2 separate regions of the Sus scrofa genome follow, and region 1 is linked to region 2. A link is a contact called in public Hi-C data. All regions are on one chromosome and are shown on one strand. The core of a region is the stretch at or near the end of the contact, and the rest is flanking DNA. Distances in the headings are between cores, read along the strand shown.

What was found. A called contact is a pair of places that touch in the nucleus more often than the background predicts.
Region 1: a contact with region 2 is called in a Hi-C map of subcutaneous adipose tissue, with 1.6 times the contacts expected there. The contact joins the promoter of POLR3H here to the promoter of PMM1 in region 2. A contact is called at or near these places in 14 of 47 Hi-C or Micro-C datasets (alveolar macrophages, blood, embryonic fibroblasts and 7 more) and 2 of 2 datasets of contacts at active chromatin or transcription factors (alveolar macrophages and skeletal muscle).

The regions. Positions count from the first base shown.
Region 1 is chr5:6,998,415-7,001,114 of Sscrofa11.1, reverse strand. It overlaps POLR3H (DNA-directed RNA polymerase III subunit RPC8), which reads right to left and starts at 1,425. Exons shown (of 6, transcript XM_001929133.5): 1 at 225-1,425. The coding sequence starts at 335.
Region 2 is chr5:6,963,593-6,966,292 of Sscrofa11.1, reverse strand. PMM1 (phosphomannomutase 1) reads right to left here and starts at 1,294. Exons shown (of 8, transcript NM_001184895.1): 1 at 876-1,294. The coding sequence starts at 962.

The DNA.
Region 1 (2,700 bases), core at 176-2,675, 35 kb before region 2:
CGGCCTTTTTTTCAAGCCCAGTTTTTCTTTTGATTCCCTCCAACATTCTTGTGGGGTAAGGATTACCCCTATCCCATGCACAGGTGAAGAAACCGAGCTCTGAGACGTTAGGCTACTTGCCCAAGGCCGAGGCTTGGCACCGACAGGCCGAAAGCGGGCAAGTAAGCAGCGCTGGGCCCTCTCCGGCCAAGGCCGGCCAGCGACCCCATGGACCCAGTCAGTACCTTGTTGGCCAATTTCTTGTTCAGCTCCTCGGCAATAGAGTCGTTGAGCTTCCTCTCAAACTGCCACGGGGGTATCCGCACGGTGTCAACCATCTCCACCAGGACAAACATCCCGCCTGCGCGGGGGACTCTGGGAACGCGAGTGTCAGTCACGCACAGACACCTGGGGCGGCGGGGATGCCGGGGCCCGCTCTGTCGGTCCCAGTCGCTGACGGGGCGGCGGGGATGCCGGAGCCCGCTCTGTCGGTCCCAGTCCCGGAGCCCCCCAGGTCGGCAACGGAGCTGGAAGCCGGGGCCTAGGGTATCTCCGTAAGGGGCGTGCTCCTCTACTGCAAGCAGAGGAAGCTGAGGCTCCACGGGGAGGACCTCCTGGTCGCGCGGGAGGGGCGCGCAGCCCAGTCAAGCCACACACACCACGCACTACGCACCACGTGCCTCCGCCACGCACCGCGGACCCACGCCAGCAGCACTACTACGGACGATAGTCCAAATCCGGTAGCTTCCGGGAGACCGACCAATAAGAAGCTTCGGTCCGCCCCGTCGCGAGGCGGGGCTACGTACCGGTCTGCTCGGGACGGGGCCACCCCTTCCGCCTGCGTGGAATCGTCAATCCCAGGCAACGCTTTCAGGTTGCTAGGCGACCTCTGTGCCACCGGGCCATCTCTGCTTGACCTGTGCAGTACTCTCCTGGCTCAGGCCTACCTCGACGCTGCAGCCGGCCCTTCCAAATGCAAACACAGTATGCCTAGACCCTTCAATACTCTGGAATCGGGGACACTGGGCTGGAAAGGAGCAGGCGAGACCTTTATAGGATGATAGAAATGTTCTGTATCTTCTTTTTGCCGGTGGTTACACAGGTGTAGACAGTTGTCAAAACTCGTCGACCTCAAGACTTAAGATCTTTGCATTTACTTGTAATTCAGATTACATCTCAATTGAAAAGGGATAATAAATTGGGACAAAAAAAAAACAACCAAAAACCAAAAAACCCTTACTGATTTACTTTTGAATTAGCAATAAGGTCCAAAATCTTTATCATAGCTCACAAGGCCCTGCGTGGTCTTGTCATTGTCCACTCCTCCAGCCCTGGTTTGTTCTGTCTCACCACATTCCAGTCTCACTCATCTTCATGTGATAGCTAACATGGGCTTGGACTAAAAGAATTTCATACCTTGGAGTTCCCGTTGTGGCGCAGTGGTTAACGAATCCGACTAGGAACCATGAGATTGCGGGTTCGATCCTTGGCCTTGCTCAGTGGGTTTAGGATCTGGCGTTGCCGTGAGCTGTGGTGTAGGTTGCAGATGCGGCTCGGATCCAGCGTTGCTGTGGCTGTGGTGTAGGATGGCGGCTACAGCTCCAATTAGACCCCTAGCCTGGGAACCTCCATATGCTGCGAGAGCGGCCCAAGAAATGGCAAAAAGACAAAAAAAAAAAAAAAAGAATTCCATACCTTGTCTAAGGCCATGGGCTGCTAAGTGGTAGAAGTGGGCCCCATACAAATCTGTACAGTACACAGCCTTCGTGGAAATACACTGCGGGGGGGGGGTGTTCCTTGTCTGTTTGGTTTTGGCCATGCCTGTGGCATGTGAAAGTTCCCTGGGTCAGAGATGGAACCCAAGCCACAGCAGCTATCCCAGCCACTGCAGTGACAATGCCAGATCCTTAACCCACTGCCCTACAAGTGAACTCTACACTGCAGTGTCTTGTTTTGTCATTTCTTTTCTTTCTTTTTTTTTTTTTTTTTTGTCTTTTTGCTATTTCTTGGGCCGCGCCCGCGGCATATGGAGGTTCCCAGGCTAGGGGTTGAATCGGAGCTGTAGCCACCGGCCTACACCAGAGCCACAGCAACGCGGGATCCGAGCCACGTCTTCGACCTACACCACAGCTCACGGCAACGCCAGACCCTTAACCCACTGAGCAAGGGCAGGGACCGAACCCGCAACCTCATGGTTCCTAGTCGGATTCGTTAACCACTGCACCACGACGGGAACTCCTGTTTTGTCATTTCTTACTGCAGTATAGTTTTTGTTTGTTTGTTTGCTTTTTACGGCCACAACCCTGGCATATAGAAGTACCCATTCTAGGCATCTAATTGGAGCTACAGTTGCCGGCCTATGCCACAACCACAACAATGCAGAATCTGAGCCGTGTCTGCAGCCTACACCACAGCTCACGGCAACGCCAGATCCTTAACCACTGAGTGAGGTCAGGGATCGAACCGGCAACCTCATGGTTACCAGTTAGATTTGTTTCCGCTGTGCCACAACAGGAACTCCCATTGCAGTGTAGTTGATTTTCCATATTGTGTTAATTTCTGCTGCACAGCAAAGTGATTCAGTTATAAACACACATTCTTTTTAAAATATACTTTTCCTATGGTTTATCATAGGATATTGAATATAGCTCCCTGTTGTTTATCCATTCTATGTATAATAGCTTACATTTGCTAACCCCAACCTCCTGCTCCGTCTCTTTC
Region 2 (2,700 bases), core at 45-2,544:
ACTGGCTCCCTGCTCTAGGAGACTCCTCAGGAGGTCCTGATGGACCCAGATTGGAGGGCAAGAAAGAGCCTGCTCATCCATGAACCCACCTGGTGAGGGCGGGTCTGGGGGCTCATCCTGGGTGAGACCCGAAGGGAGAAAAACTGAGTGTGGAGCAGAGGTTGGAGCATCAACCTGGTGAGATGCTTTTAGAAGGGAAACTGCACTCCCGCCCACCCGGTACCACAAGATTCCCATGGTGACCAGACGAGCCCCTCCCTCCAAGTGGGCGAAGCCCCAAAACTCTGCCTAAATGGTACAGAAGCCCTCCTTCCCTCCAAGAGGAGGGGGATGGGCCTGGGAGGGAGGGAAAGTAGAGGAGGGGCTTGAGAAACCAGACGCGGCCCAAGTCTGCAAAGGTCGGTGGGCTGGCTCGGAGACACTCCCCCACCCCCGGCCCCCGCCCGATTGGGACTCCAACGCTTGGGAGCACTGAGCCCCTGTATGGAACCCTAGGTTCAGAAGCCAGCATCGGGCTACTGGTGCCTCTTTGGGCTGGAACTGGGGTGGGAGTCACTGCTGGGGAGGTGGGAGCGTGGAGCCAGGCCTGGCGGCGGAGGGACCAGGTCCCCGCTCACTTCCTCCCTCCAGAATCCGACCCACCCCCCCTCGCTCTCAGGCAGAACGAGGGCACGGACGCTCGGGGCCTGTGACGTGGGGAACCGGGTTCCCATCACTCCCAGAGGGCGGCCCTGGGGTGTCAGGGGCCGGGTGTGTTCCGGCATCTCACACACAGTCCCGGGGGATCTGGGGTCACGCTGCTGGAGGCCACACATTCGGCCTCCAGGTGTCCGCGTGACACTCCCAACAGGAGCTTCTGAACGTCGAGGCCCTACCTGGCGAGCCGGCGTGAGGGTACCGTCCACGTCAAACAGGCAGAGGACGCGCTCCTTCCTACGGGCGCCCTCAGCGGTGACCGCCATGGTTGCAGCTCAGCTCACGGAGCTGAGTCGAAGGATGCGGCCGCCGGAGCCGCGTGGGGAAGACGCTAGACAGGGCGGGGCCTGGGAGGGGCGGGGCCATCCGGACGGCGCCCAGAGAAGAGGGGGAGGGGCCAGGGCACGTTCTCCCGGGGTACCGGGCAGGGGTGGGGCCTGAGCTCACTCGGGAGGTTAATTCTGATGGTACCAGGCGGAGAAGGGGCGTAGCATAGGGCGGAGCAAAGCCCGGCAGGGTCCTTCGGATTTTTGCAAACCAGATGGAGGCTGGGCCTGGGCCCGGGTCTGACTTGGGTCCGGCGGGAAGTGAGGGAAAGAACCCGGAAGGGAGGGGCGGGGCCAGGGCTGGCCCTTGGCGGGGTGATTCTGATTGCAACTGGCCGAGGAGGGGCTGGACTAGGGCGGAGCCTCGAGCGGCAGTGCAGAGTCCGGGGTGGGAGTGGGGAGATCCGGGGGAGTGTGTGTGTGTAGGGGGGGGCCACCCTCCCACAACTCTCCCCGCTGCCAGTCAATCTAGGACTCGCCCGGTCACTAATGCCTTTGACCTACAAATCATGAGCTTAAAGAAATCCGCTGATGGCCTTTGCTCAGCCTCTGGGGTTTGCCAGATGACCTTCTCCGACCCTTACTCCTGCTGTCATTCTGTCCACTCCATAAAGCACAGCTAATGGTTTACCTGGACTCCTCTCTATTCACAACTATTTAACCATCACCTTGACTTTGGAGTCAGTTCTAAATAGTCTTCCCAGCTTCACCAACCACGTGAGTTTGGACAAGTCCCTTCACCTCTCTAAGACTTCTTTACCTGTTTCCCTCTGTAAAATGGGAAAAACACCACCTACTTTGTAGGGTTGCTTTGCACTTCAAAAGAAGTAATAGAAGTTCCCATTGTGGCTCAGCTGGTTTCAAAGAGACCAGTATCCAAAAGCAGGCGGGTTCCACCCTTGGCCTCGCTCCATGGATTAAGGATCTGGCGGTTGCCATGAGCTGTGGTGTAGGTCGCAGAGGCGACTTGGATCCCAAGTTGCTGTGGCTGTGGCCTAGTCCGGCAGTTGCAGCTCCTATTCAATCCCCAGTCTAGGAACTTCCATTTGCCACAGATGTGGTGCTAAAAAGAAAAAAAAGAAAAAGAAAAGAAAGAAAAGATCCCACAGAGCAGGCCCTCTCCAAAGAATGTGTATAAATGTGCTTGATACTGTTACTGATTAAACAGCTATTGCATGTCCACTCTTAAAAATGTGCAGACCCTGGAGTTCCTGTCGTGGTTCAGAGGTTAACAAACCCGACTAGTATCCGTGAGGACTCAGGTTTGACCGCTGACCTCGCTCACTGGGTTAAGGATCCGGCATTGCCTTGAGCTGTGGCATAGGTCGCAGATGCAGCTCATATCCCGCGGAGCTGTGGCTGTGGTCTAGGTCAGCAGCTGTAGCTCTGATTTGACCCCTAGCCTGGGAACCTCCATATGCCAGTGGGTGCGGCCCTAAAAAACAAACAAACAAACAAAAAATGTGCAGACCCTTTGAGCCAGCAATTCAGCTTTTAGAAAATAAGAAAAGGATGGAGTCCCCTGGTGGCTCAGTAGGTTAAGGATTCGGTGTTGTCACTGCTGTGGCTCTGGTCACTGGCCTGGGAGCTTCAGCATGCAAGGCCAAAAAAAAAAAGAAAAAGAAAAAAAGAAAAAAAATTGGGGATCAGTTAAATTATGATCCATCAGTAAGATGAA